Regions from separate parts of the Sus scrofa genome. Here regions 2 and 3 are each linked to region 1. Evidence: chromatin contacts called from public HiChIP or PLAC-seq data. All regions are on one chromosome and are shown on one strand. Each heading gives the region's core, a stretch centred on a gene start, on an enhancer-like site or on the middle of the called end of the contact. The rest is flanking DNA. Distances are from core to core; before and after follow the strand shown.

What was found. HiChIP or PLAC-seq counts read pairs in DNA pulled down with a chosen protein or histone mark.
Region 2: an H3K27ac HiChIP or PLAC-seq map of alveolar macrophages shows a contact between it and region 1. The contact joins the enhancer-like site here to the promoter of SGMS2 in region 1. A contact is called at or near these places in 1 of 5 promoter capture datasets (liver), 3 of 47 Hi-C or Micro-C datasets (embryonic fibroblasts, heart right ventricle and skeletal muscle) and 2 of 2 datasets of contacts at active chromatin or transcription factors (alveolar macrophages and skeletal muscle).
Region 3: an H3K27ac HiChIP or PLAC-seq map of alveolar macrophages shows a contact between it and region 1. The contact joins the enhancer-like site here to the promoter of SGMS2 in region 1. A contact is called at or near these places in 1 of 5 promoter capture datasets (liver), 3 of 47 Hi-C or Micro-C datasets (embryonic fibroblasts, liver and skeletal muscle) and 2 of 2 datasets of contacts at active chromatin or transcription factors (alveolar macrophages and skeletal muscle).

What each region holds. Positions count from the first base shown.
Region 1 is chr8:114,144,331-114,147,857 of Sscrofa11.1, forward strand. It overlaps SGMS2 (phosphatidylcholine:ceramide cholinephosphotransferase 2), which reads right to left and starts at 1,616. Exons shown (of 6, transcript XM_013978974.2): 1 at 1,433-1,616. It overlaps LOC106504747 (a long non-coding RNA gene), which reads left to right and starts at 1,705. Exons shown (of 4, transcript XR_002346838.1): 1 at 1,705-1,814; 2 at 2,516-2,605.
Region 2 is chr8:114,217,223-114,220,749 of Sscrofa11.1, forward strand. No RefSeq gene overlaps it. Among named protein-coding and RNA genes, the nearest start is that of PAPSS1, 33 kb to the right of the region's middle. Within about 2 kb of position 2,014, at least 5 of the 83 cell types and tissues checked have an H3K27ac peak or open chromatin away from gene starts, as enhancers often do. A contact at or near this core is called in alveolar macrophages, where this site is marked.
Region 3 is chr8:114,077,900-114,081,426 of Sscrofa11.1, forward strand. The region is part of intron 1 of SGMS2 (phosphatidylcholine:ceramide cholinephosphotransferase 2); the gene reads right to left. Among named protein-coding and RNA genes, the nearest start is that of MIR9843, 31 kb to the right of the region's middle. Within about 2 kb of position 1,657, at least 4 of the 83 cell types and tissues checked have an H3K27ac peak or open chromatin away from gene starts, as enhancers often do. A contact at or near this core is called in alveolar macrophages, where this site is marked.

The sequences.
Region 1 (3,527 bases), core at 366-2,865:
GCTAAACCTCAGCCCACCAGGTTTATAAGTAGGAAATTTTGTGAAAATTAACTGGTGATTACCCAAGCCGGCTGAACACACTGTTTATTCATATACAAACTGTTAAAATTTGTTCAGGTCTGCTTTGTGCCTGACATTATGAGAGGTCCTCTGACCTTTAATCCTCATTACTGTGCTCTGAAGTAGTTATAGTCCCATTTTATTGGTTCAGAGGTTTAATGTCACTGACTGAGAACCCACAGTTTATAGATGAGACTAGGAGTGAAACCAAGGATTTCAAAAGTTAAGTTCAAAATCCACGCCCACCTAGAGACACTAAACAGTTGAATCTCTTCAAAAACGTAACATACATGTCAAAATGATGTTAAGATCATATTAAAGCAGGCAAGATGAAATAGAAGAATGGCAGACTGATATAAAAAAATTACAGACCATAACATGTGCATTGTTTCAAGACGTAGCCACGGGCTATTAACCATTATCCATATCTCAGAGAGGTAGACAGATCCATTTCCACCTACTTGCGCTGAAACACCAAGGCTCCTTTCCCTTAAGGGGAGCAGCTCTAGAATGCCAAACGCTGAAATATTTCAGTGTGGCAGCTCAGAGCTGGGCTATCACGGTTCACACATCATCAGTAAGTGCCTCTCAAAAAAGCTCAGAGACAGTCCCTCCTCCACGTCCTGAACTTCAACCCTGACCTCCAGAGTGGCTCTGGACAATCTAGGTTCAATCTGTGTCTTTCCAACGCCAGGACCTAGTTACCTGAAATGGTTGCAAATGAATGAGGCTAATGCTCAGAGAAGGAGACGAAGCTACACCGTCCATCCTTAATCAGGCAAAATCAAGGAAGGATGCCCTGGGGCGGGGCGCTTGGGGGCCGAATTAGAGCCACGTCCGCGTTCTCAGTCCACCCTCGCGCACCCGCGCTACGCCCGCCGCGCCGCTTTTCAGCCCATCCTCCCCCGCCAGCCTCTCGGGCGCTCCTTACCCGCTCTCAGCTGGGGCTCCAGACCTTCCCAGCGCAAGGCACTCGCTCCCCCGCCGGGATCTGCCAGGGGACGGAGCCCGCAGCCGCCGCCGCCGCAGATGCCCCCGGCCGAAGCCGCTGGAAAGTTTACTCGGGGTCTCGCCCTCTCGTGCCTCGGCCCCGCCAGGGAAGCTGCTCTCCGGGTCCCTCCCGCGGCTGCCGCCTTCGAGGCCGCTTTCAGCGGCGCTGCAGTACCGGCCAGGCTCGGGCGGCCGCGGACGGCTCCGTGCGGCCGAGGGCGGGGTCTCCCCGCCCAGCTCAGCCCGCGGCACGGCGCTCGGTGTTTACCGCGGCCCCGCGGCCCGGCTGCCCGCTCTCCCCGCCCGCCGCCCTGCGCGCTCCTGACATCATTCATTCTCTCACACCCTCGCCCGCCCACTCCATTTCCAAACAGTGACTCACCCGGCGGCACCCGCTCCCGCTGCTGTAGCCCTCCAGACGCAGAGCGGAGCTCGAAAAACCGGTGCGACTTCTTAAGAAGAAAACCCCAGCCGACGTTTCCCGGCTCCCAACCGTTAAAGGTGCAGGGAAGGAGTGGCTTGGCAGGCAGGGCTGATTGGCTCCGGGCAGAAAGGCTGGAGCGGACCTTCCTTGAGCAGTGACAGAGATCAATCTGGGAAAGTTCTCTGGGTGCCACTCCCTGCAACTTTCAAGGGTGGGGTCAGGAAGGGATCCCCCACCCCCGCACCTCGCCTTATTTGGGACCTGCTTCCTGACATCGGTGTGAGTGGGCTTGTGCACCAGCGGTTACTCACCGGGTATTGCCTGGGCCTAGGTCAAAGAGGTGGGTTTCCAAACCTCACAGGGCTGCCCGGCAGGGTTAGTCATGGGTCCGCACGGTGGTAATTCTAGGTGTGAGCTGGAAGGGTGCTCCAAGTTAATGAGACTAATAATACTTTCCCTTAGGTGACTATCAACCATGCCATTTGTCCTGTTAATTGATTTGCTTCTCATTAAGGATAAAAAACAGTAACCAAAATAAACACCAGAATAAATAGTTCTTTGCTCAACTCAACACTGCGCTTTTCCGCAGCTTTTGGAGCCACAAGGCGGCCCTGTGTGGTTTCTTTGATGAGCTCAGCAGTTATGTTTTTAGAAGGGGTGTTGCCTTCTTTAAAATGGTCAAGGCTCTACATTTCTTGGAGTTGCTATTCATACACCTGCTAGGCAGTTTTCAGAGTAAACGATGGCTGCCTCAGATTCTTACTAGCATGAATCAGAGAGAATTTGCCCAAATCTTTATTGAATTACATTGAGATATGTTTTATGTTAATTTCTACTTTCGGACAGGGTAATTGTTTAGGATTTGAACTAGCTTTTGGGTGATTACACATAATCAACAAAAATAATCCAGAGGCGTGTCTAGGTGCCCAGTACAGAAATCATGGAGGTAAACAACCATCAGTTTATGGTAATTAAACAGGATAGTAATAGAAAAAAAAAATACAGAAAAAACCCTGAAACTGACAACTGTTGTCACCACAGAAATTTCCCCTAAATGAAAATGCTCCTGAAATTAACCAAAGGTTCAACATCTTTGTCCTGGAAAATGCAGTCATTTCAAGCTACTGAAAGGTAAGAACCCAGAAGAGAACACTGACAATTGAAATTTACTTACCTTGGGCTTATTTTTCCTTTTCAATAGGAGTTCGTTTTTTACGAAGCCCAGGCATTTTGCCCAGAAGGCACTAGCAAATGGATTTGTTTGTAGGATGCAAAGTAAATGGAAATTCAAAACAATAGTTTTTATAGACAATCACAGATCTAATCAGAGACTTGGGTCTGCTGTTCACCAGTCCGCTGATGAACACAGAAGGACCAGATTTCAAATGTGTAGCCATAGGCAAGTTTGAGTGAATATTCCATGTACTCCCTACTTTACAACCAACATGTTCAGACATTATGGAGATGTGTTTAAATAAGATTTTCTATAGATTTAAAGAAATGATATTGTGGGCTCTGGGGCCTATGTACATGGGTGAAGTCAGAAAGCTCAAAAGAAGGCCTGGCAACCTACATGCTTTGTTGCAGATGTAAATTCTGCACTCCATCATAGGAAGGTCTCCATTGGCACGGGGGCTGCTTAATGACTAGTTTTGAATTTGTGGTTACTATTGCGCCTCAGTGTAAATATTGTGAAATAAATAACTAGGTGATTTTATTATGTAATTTAAATATCCTCCAGTAAATGTAATAGGCTAATTATGATTGAGTTCCATTCTACTCGTTATCAACATCTGAGAAAGCAAATTATTCATCTTATTTCTATGTTGTGAAAAACACTGACTGACTTGTCCGTCTCACAGTGAGAGGTGATTTTTTTTTTCAACTGAACCTTTTTGTTCTTACAACATATCAAAGTTTACTAAGTCCCCGATTAGTCACTTTCCAAAAATAATAATGCTGAATGTTCTAAGAGAGAGAAAGGGCTGACAGTTGTGTTCCTGTCCGTTTCTTTTTTAAACCAGTACATACTGTAAATCAAGTTTTACAGATA
Region 2 (3,527 bases), core at 764-3,263, 73 kb after region 1:
TGGCGCAGAGAAACGAATCCGACTAGGAATCATGAGGTGGCGGGTTCAATCCCTGGCCTTATTCAGTGGGTTAAAGATCCGGTGTTGTTGTTAGCTATGGTGTAGGTTGCAGATGTGGCTCAGATCTGGCATTGCTGTGGCTGTGGTGTAGGCTGGCGGCTACAGCTCCCATTAGACCCCTAGCCTGGGAACCTCCATATGCCATGGGTGTGGCCATAAAAAGACAAAAGACAAAAAAAAAAAAAAATTACAAGAAATTCCCATATACTCTTCACCAGATTCAACAATTGTTATCATTTTGCCACATTTGTCTTCTCGTTCTCTTTCTGTATGCATACGGCTGTGGTTATTCTTGAATCATTTGAAGATAAGTTGCAGATATTATATATCTTTGCCTCTAAAATCCTGGGTAAAAGTTTTTTTAAAAAACAAGGATATTCATGATCAAAATCAGAAAATTTAACACTGATATATTATTATATCTAATCTATAGTTCATTTTCAAATTTCACTGGTTATCCTAATAAATAACCTTTATAGCCATCCTACTCCACCCTCATGCCCATCCCCCTACCACAGGATCCAGTCCAGGATCTCATATTATAGTTCAGCTGAATTGTCTCTTCAGTCACACTTAGTCTGGAACAGTTCCTCAGACAAATGTTTTGCTCTTGATTGTGACATATTTTAATAGCTCAGGCCAAATATTTTGTAGAATGTCCCTCAATGTGGGTTTTCTTCATGGAATATTTCTTCATAACTAGACTTAGGTGATGACTTTCTGGCAGGAATACTGTATAAGTGAGGTTGTTTGCTTGTCAATGTAACATTCAGGACAAATACAGTATCAGCATTTTACATTTTTGAAAATGTCAACTTTGATTACTTGGTTAAAGTGATGTCTTCCATGTTTATCCTCCCTAAAAGCACTATTTTCCTTTTTGTAATTAATAAGCTACTTTGAAATTATGTAGCTATCTTGTTCTTCATTAACTTTCAACCCAATAGTTTCGGCATCCATTGACAACTTTCTCTGAATCAATTATTGTAGTAGTTGCCAAACGGTGATTTTCTATCTCCATAATTCCTTCTACACGAGATTCTCCTGCAAGAGAATTTTTCCTTCTTCCCTATCGATTTATTTATTATCAGAAGAAACACATCTATTTATTGAATCTCAGTGTAATCTTTCCTCACTGATCAGCATTGCTGCCTCTGACATTTGTCAAGTTTCCATATGTTCGTGAGTCTTTCTGGGCTCTCTTTTGTTCAATGATCCTTTGGCCTTTCCTGTTCCAAAACAGCATTAAGTAATATGGTTTCATCATTAGTTTCAATGTCTGATTGGCCAAGTTTCCTCTTTTTACTGAAGAGTTCCTGGGATATTTTTCCTTTTCCATGCAAATATCAGAATCAACTGTCATTTTTCACAAAACTTCTGTTGATATTTTGATTAGGATAACATTAACTCTGTAGGTCAATTTGGGGACAATAACTTTTTTTAAAAAAATTGAGCCTTTCTTTCCATGAACATAGCATATTTCTCCATTTACTTAGGTATTTTGAGTGTATTTTAAAAATGTTTTGTGTTTTTTTTTTTTCTGTACATGCCTTATACATACATCTTTTATTAGATTTAATTTTAGATAACTTATTTTTGAGTTATTTTTAATATAGTCTCTTTCTAAATTACGTTTTCTACTTATGTGTTGTTACAGAAATGTTTTCTGAGTACTTGTTAAATTTAACAGAAATACAACTGAATTTTGCATATTGACCCTATGGTAAATTCTTATTACTTCTCAAAAGAGACCTTTTAGATTTTTTACATAAACTTATAACTTTTGTGAAATAATGCAGTCCTTTGTCTTCCTTTTCAACCATTTTGGCTTTGATTTATCATTCTTGTCTTTCAGTGTGAGATTAATAAAATGGGTAGGAGACGGCTCACAGTCCTGGGCTTCACCATCCAAAATCCATGCTGGGTCCCCACTACAGTTTGGCACCATCTAGTGGTGATTGTTCACTCCAGTTTACATATTGATGGGAAGTATTCAGGGTCTGTAGCGACTGGATATCACAAAAGTATCAGTGATTCCAGGAAATTCTTGGCTAGATGGCAACAGTTTTGTTGGCTCAGTTTGGAAATATTGAATTGGGAGATCACTGAACAAGCAGGATTCAAACTCTACCTCCCCTTTGGGTTTTGTGCTTTTTTCATGTTAAGTTCCTCCCCTACCCCTATCATATTCCATTCCCTGTCCTCAGGAAAACAACTTTATTCTCCTTCCTCTGTTCTACCTGTGAGGTTAGGTGGTGGATGGGAGCAAATCATTCATTCTATAATCTCAGAATTCATGACATCTGGGTGTGTTTCACAGGGTTTTACTGTATTTATTTGTGCATTTTTCTCTCTCCTTCCATTATAGTAAAATAGTAACTACAAAAGATTGAGGATTTTTATGTTTCATTCACAGCCATATTTCCAATGAATAAATAGACATTTTCTTAGCATTCAGGCACCCAAGAACATTCATTGGATAAAATGAGCAAATGGATATTGAAATATTCCATTACACAGTAGATTTGTTAATTTCTTCCTGTAATTCTACCAACTATTGCTTTAAGTTTTCTTTTTTAAGCACCTGTGGCATGTGGAAGATCCTGGGCAAGGGACTGCACCCAAGCCACAGCAGCACCTCAAGCCACTGCAGTGACAATGCAGGATCTTTAACCCGCTGTGCCACAAGGGAACTCTGCTTTAAATTTTTAAGGCTTTTGGGAGTTCCCATTGTGGTTCAACGGGTTAAGAGCCCAACATAGTATCTACGAGGATGTGGGTTTGATCCTTGCTCAGTGGGTTAAGGATCTGGCATTGCTGCAAAATACGGCATAGGCTGCAGATGCACGCTGGATCTGGCGTTGCAGTGGCTGTGGACTAAGCCAGGAGCTGCAGCTCCGATTTGACTCCTAGCCTAGGAACTTTCATATGTCACAGGTACAGCCATAAAAATTTTTTAGGGTTTATTTTTATTAGATGCACACAAAATTAAAATTGTTGTGGCCTTTTGATGAACTCAGTCTTCCTTAATAATTTAGTTTTTTGGGTTTGGGTTTTCGTATTTGGTCAAAAACCTAATTTCAAGGCACTGCACTAAGCCATCCTGTGGATCAGTGTCTTGCTTCAATAGTGTTTGGACCAGGAGTTCCCATTGTGGGTCAGTGGTAAAGAACCTGACTTGTATCCATGAGAATGTGGGTTCCACCCTGGCCTTTCTCAGTGGGTTAAGGATCCAGCATTGCTGTGAGCAGAGGTATAGGTCACAGACATGGCTCAGACCTGGTGTTGCTGTGGCTGTGGTGTATGTAGGTTGGCAGGTGCACCTCCCATTTGACCCCCAGGTTGGGAACTTCCATATGCCACATATGTGGCCCTGAAAAGAAAAAAAAAATAGTGTTTAGTGTTTGGACGGAAGAGAAACTGGGACACCCCTTCTTCCAGCCTCTGACCACCATCCAACCTTTTTT
Region 3 (3,527 bases), core at 407-2,906, 66 kb before region 1:
TGGCATTGCCGTTGAGCTGTGGTGTAGGTCTCAGACACAGCTTAGATCTGGTGTGGCTGTGGCTGTGGCATAGGCTGGCAGCTATAGCTCTGATTTGACCCCTAGCCTGGGAACCTCCATATGCCACAGGTGTGGCCCTAAAATAAAAGACAAAAAAAAAAAAAAAAAAAAAAAGAATCCAACTGCAGTGGCTCAGGTCACTGCAGAAGTGTGGGTTTGATCCCTGGCCCAGAGCAGTGGGTTAAAGGATCTAGTGTTGCCACAGCTGTGGCACAGGTTGCAGCTGTGGCTCAGATTTGATCCCTGGCCTGGGAATTCCTGTATGTCACAAGTGCGACTACAAAACTTCAAAAGAAAAGAAAAAGATGTAAGTATGATTTACTCCAGAAATGCAAGAAAGGTTTCAAATTAGGAAATAACTGCGATAAAATATAAACATATGTTAAACAGAAAAGATAAGATCATCTTGAGTGGAGCCAAAAAGGCATTTGATGAAATACAAGAAAAGAAGTATATATAATGATGCTCTTTCAATGCCAAAATCATTCATTTTAGCCATGTAATCTGTGTTCTAATAGCCAGTGGAAATAAATCTTACAGTGCCACTCTTTCTTTTTCCTTTTTTTGTTTTTAGGGCCGCACCTGCGGCATATAGATATTCCCAGGCTAGGGGTCAAATCGGAGCTGTAGCCACCGGGCCTACAGTCACAGCAACGCCAGATCGGAGCTGCATCTGCAACCTACACCATAGCTCACAGCAACACCGGATCCTTAACCCACTGAGCAAGGCCAAGGACCAAATCCACGTCCTCATGGATGCTAGTTGGGTTGTTACCCACTGAGCCACGATGGGAACTCCCACAGTGCCACTCTTTTCACCCTTAAGGGAACTTCAGAATCAAATTCCAAGAAAATTCATAATTTTGCTTCTATACTTTATTTCTATCACTTCTATTATAACAAAGGGCTTGAACTTCCCCTATTCATATACATTAGTCATTTTTTTCTTAATAATCCATGAAGTATTCTTTTCTAAAATTTGACAGTGATTCTAAGGTTCATCAGGGAGTAAAAATGGGAGCAGCAACAGAAGGGCTGTGGCAGTAGATATTAGATAACATTTATACAACCAATATTGGGGTAATGGTACCCAGTTATTCTATTTTGGGAATTCATTCCAAGGAAATAAGGATGTGCACAAAATATTTCTACAGTAAGCTTTCAACAGTTAGAAGAGCAAATTGGAAACAGCCTGATATCCACCAGTGATTAAATAAATTACAGCTCTCTTAATATACTTAAAATACTGTATTTTGATACAGTAACTACAAAACTGTGAGACAAGTATACAAAAACTGTATAAGAAGGATGCAGTCAGTATCCAATTAAGTACAAAATTAGATCTGAATGGAAGAGGTAGGACCTCAGTAATTCATATCAGAGGTTAAGATTTACAAAAAGTGGGGAAGAGGCCCTGCAACAGAGACTCAAGGCTCAGAGAAAAGGTGCAAGTGTGACGCTCACGACCCACTCCCAGGTTTCCCAGCAGTTCCGATGTGAGGCTACGGATAGCATCCTATGCACAGACATGAACTCCAGCCAGCTGGTTTAGAAATGCTTTGCTTGCTGGAGTTCCTGCTGTGGTGCAGTGGGTTAATGATCTGGCATTGCCAACTGGGGCATAGGCCTCAGATGCAATTCGGATATTATGAGAACTTCCATAAGCCCTGGGTGTGGCTGTAAAGGGGAAAAAAAAAAGAAAAAAGGAGTGCTTTGATTGCTAAATTAGTCGGTTGGCCTGCTTGTGCATTTGGAGTAGTCAAGAAGATAAGATATAGTAAATGTGTAATATAGTTTAAAAATTAAGAAAACATATCTAAGTTTATATATGGTTCTAACGTTTAAAAGATGTAATCTATTGAAGATGGAGGTTAAACATTGATCAAAGAAAATGTGTTGCTAACATTTACAAATTGCAATTACAGAGGTTCCCATTGAGGCTCCGCAGATTAAAGAACTGGACATAGGGGTATGAGGATGCAGGTTCGAACTCTGGCTTCACTCAGTGGGTTAAGGATCCAGTGTTGCCACCAGCTGTGGTGTAGGTCGCAGATGTGGCTCAGATCTGGTGTTGCTGTGGCTGCGGCTGTGGTGCAGACCAGCAGCTACAGCTCCAATTCGACCCCTAGACTGGGAAATTCCATATGCCCCAGGTACAGCTGTAAAAAGAAAAAAAAAAATTGCAGGCAGTTCCCACAGTGGCACAGCAGATTACCAACCTGACTAGTATCCATGAGGATCAGAGTTTGATCTGACCTTGCTCAGTGGGTTAAGGATCCAGCATCGCACAAGCTGTGGCATAGGTCGAAGATGTGGCTGGTGTCTGGCATTGCTGTGGCTGTGGTGTAAGCTGGCAGCTGTAGCTCCAATTGGATACCTAGCCTAGGAACTTCCATATGCCATGGGTACAGCCCTAAAAAGACAAAAAACAAAACGGAACAAAACAACCCCCCCAAAACAAACAAAAAACCCCCCAAACCCCCTGTAATGATGAGTGAAAGAGATTTACTTGAAAGTATTCAAAGGCTTAAGAAAAACTAGGTCCTAAAACAGAATTGAAGATCAATGGAAATAAAAGACTGATGAATTTAACAGACATTAAAAAAGCTTTTTCAGCCCTTAAAAAAGAAAACTCCGTTGTCACCATAAAGTCATTAAAAAGGCAGAATAAAATAGCCATAATATGATAGCTCTCAGCAAATGTTATGTATGTGCCAGGTTCTGTGTTAGGTGTATTATCTAATTGATCCTCGTAACAACACTAGGAACTATTTTAAAGAAAAGAAGAAATTGAGATCAAGTGAGATGCTCAAGGTCAGACAGGTAAGGAAGCGGAGGATCTCAGATTCAAACCAGTTCTTTTTTTGGCTGCATCTGGGGCATGCGCAAGTTCACAGGCCAGGGATCAAACCCATGCCCTAGCAGCCACCGGAGCCACTGCAGGGACAGTTCAGGATCCTTAATCTGCTGAGCCCCCAGGGAACGCCAGGAGTTTCTGTTCTTAATGCTACTAGTGCCATTTCTTGAGAGTCAAGAATATAATCAGTGAATAAGATGAAGAGACAATCAATTACAAGCTCTTTTTAAAAAAAGAGATATGTACATACATAGGGAAGTCTCCAGATAACCCTATAGGCATGTTTAAATCTTCGTAATTTTTAAAAAATTAATATAAATTTAGAAATCACCTCTCGGGGGGGGGAGGGGGAAGAGGCCTATTGAGTATTAATATTCTGCTACCCATATTTGCCATTTAGTTATAATTACTGTAATTAACTACCATATTAAATTTATAATATAGGTATAGTGCTATGTTAACAGGAGCCAGTTTAGCTAAGAAATTTTACTCCTTTAAAAGTTTTTTCAGGAGTTCCCCTCATGGCGCAGTGATTAACAAATCCAACTAGGAACCATGAGATTGTGGGTTCAATCCCTGACCTTGCTGAGTGGGTTGAGGATCTGGAATT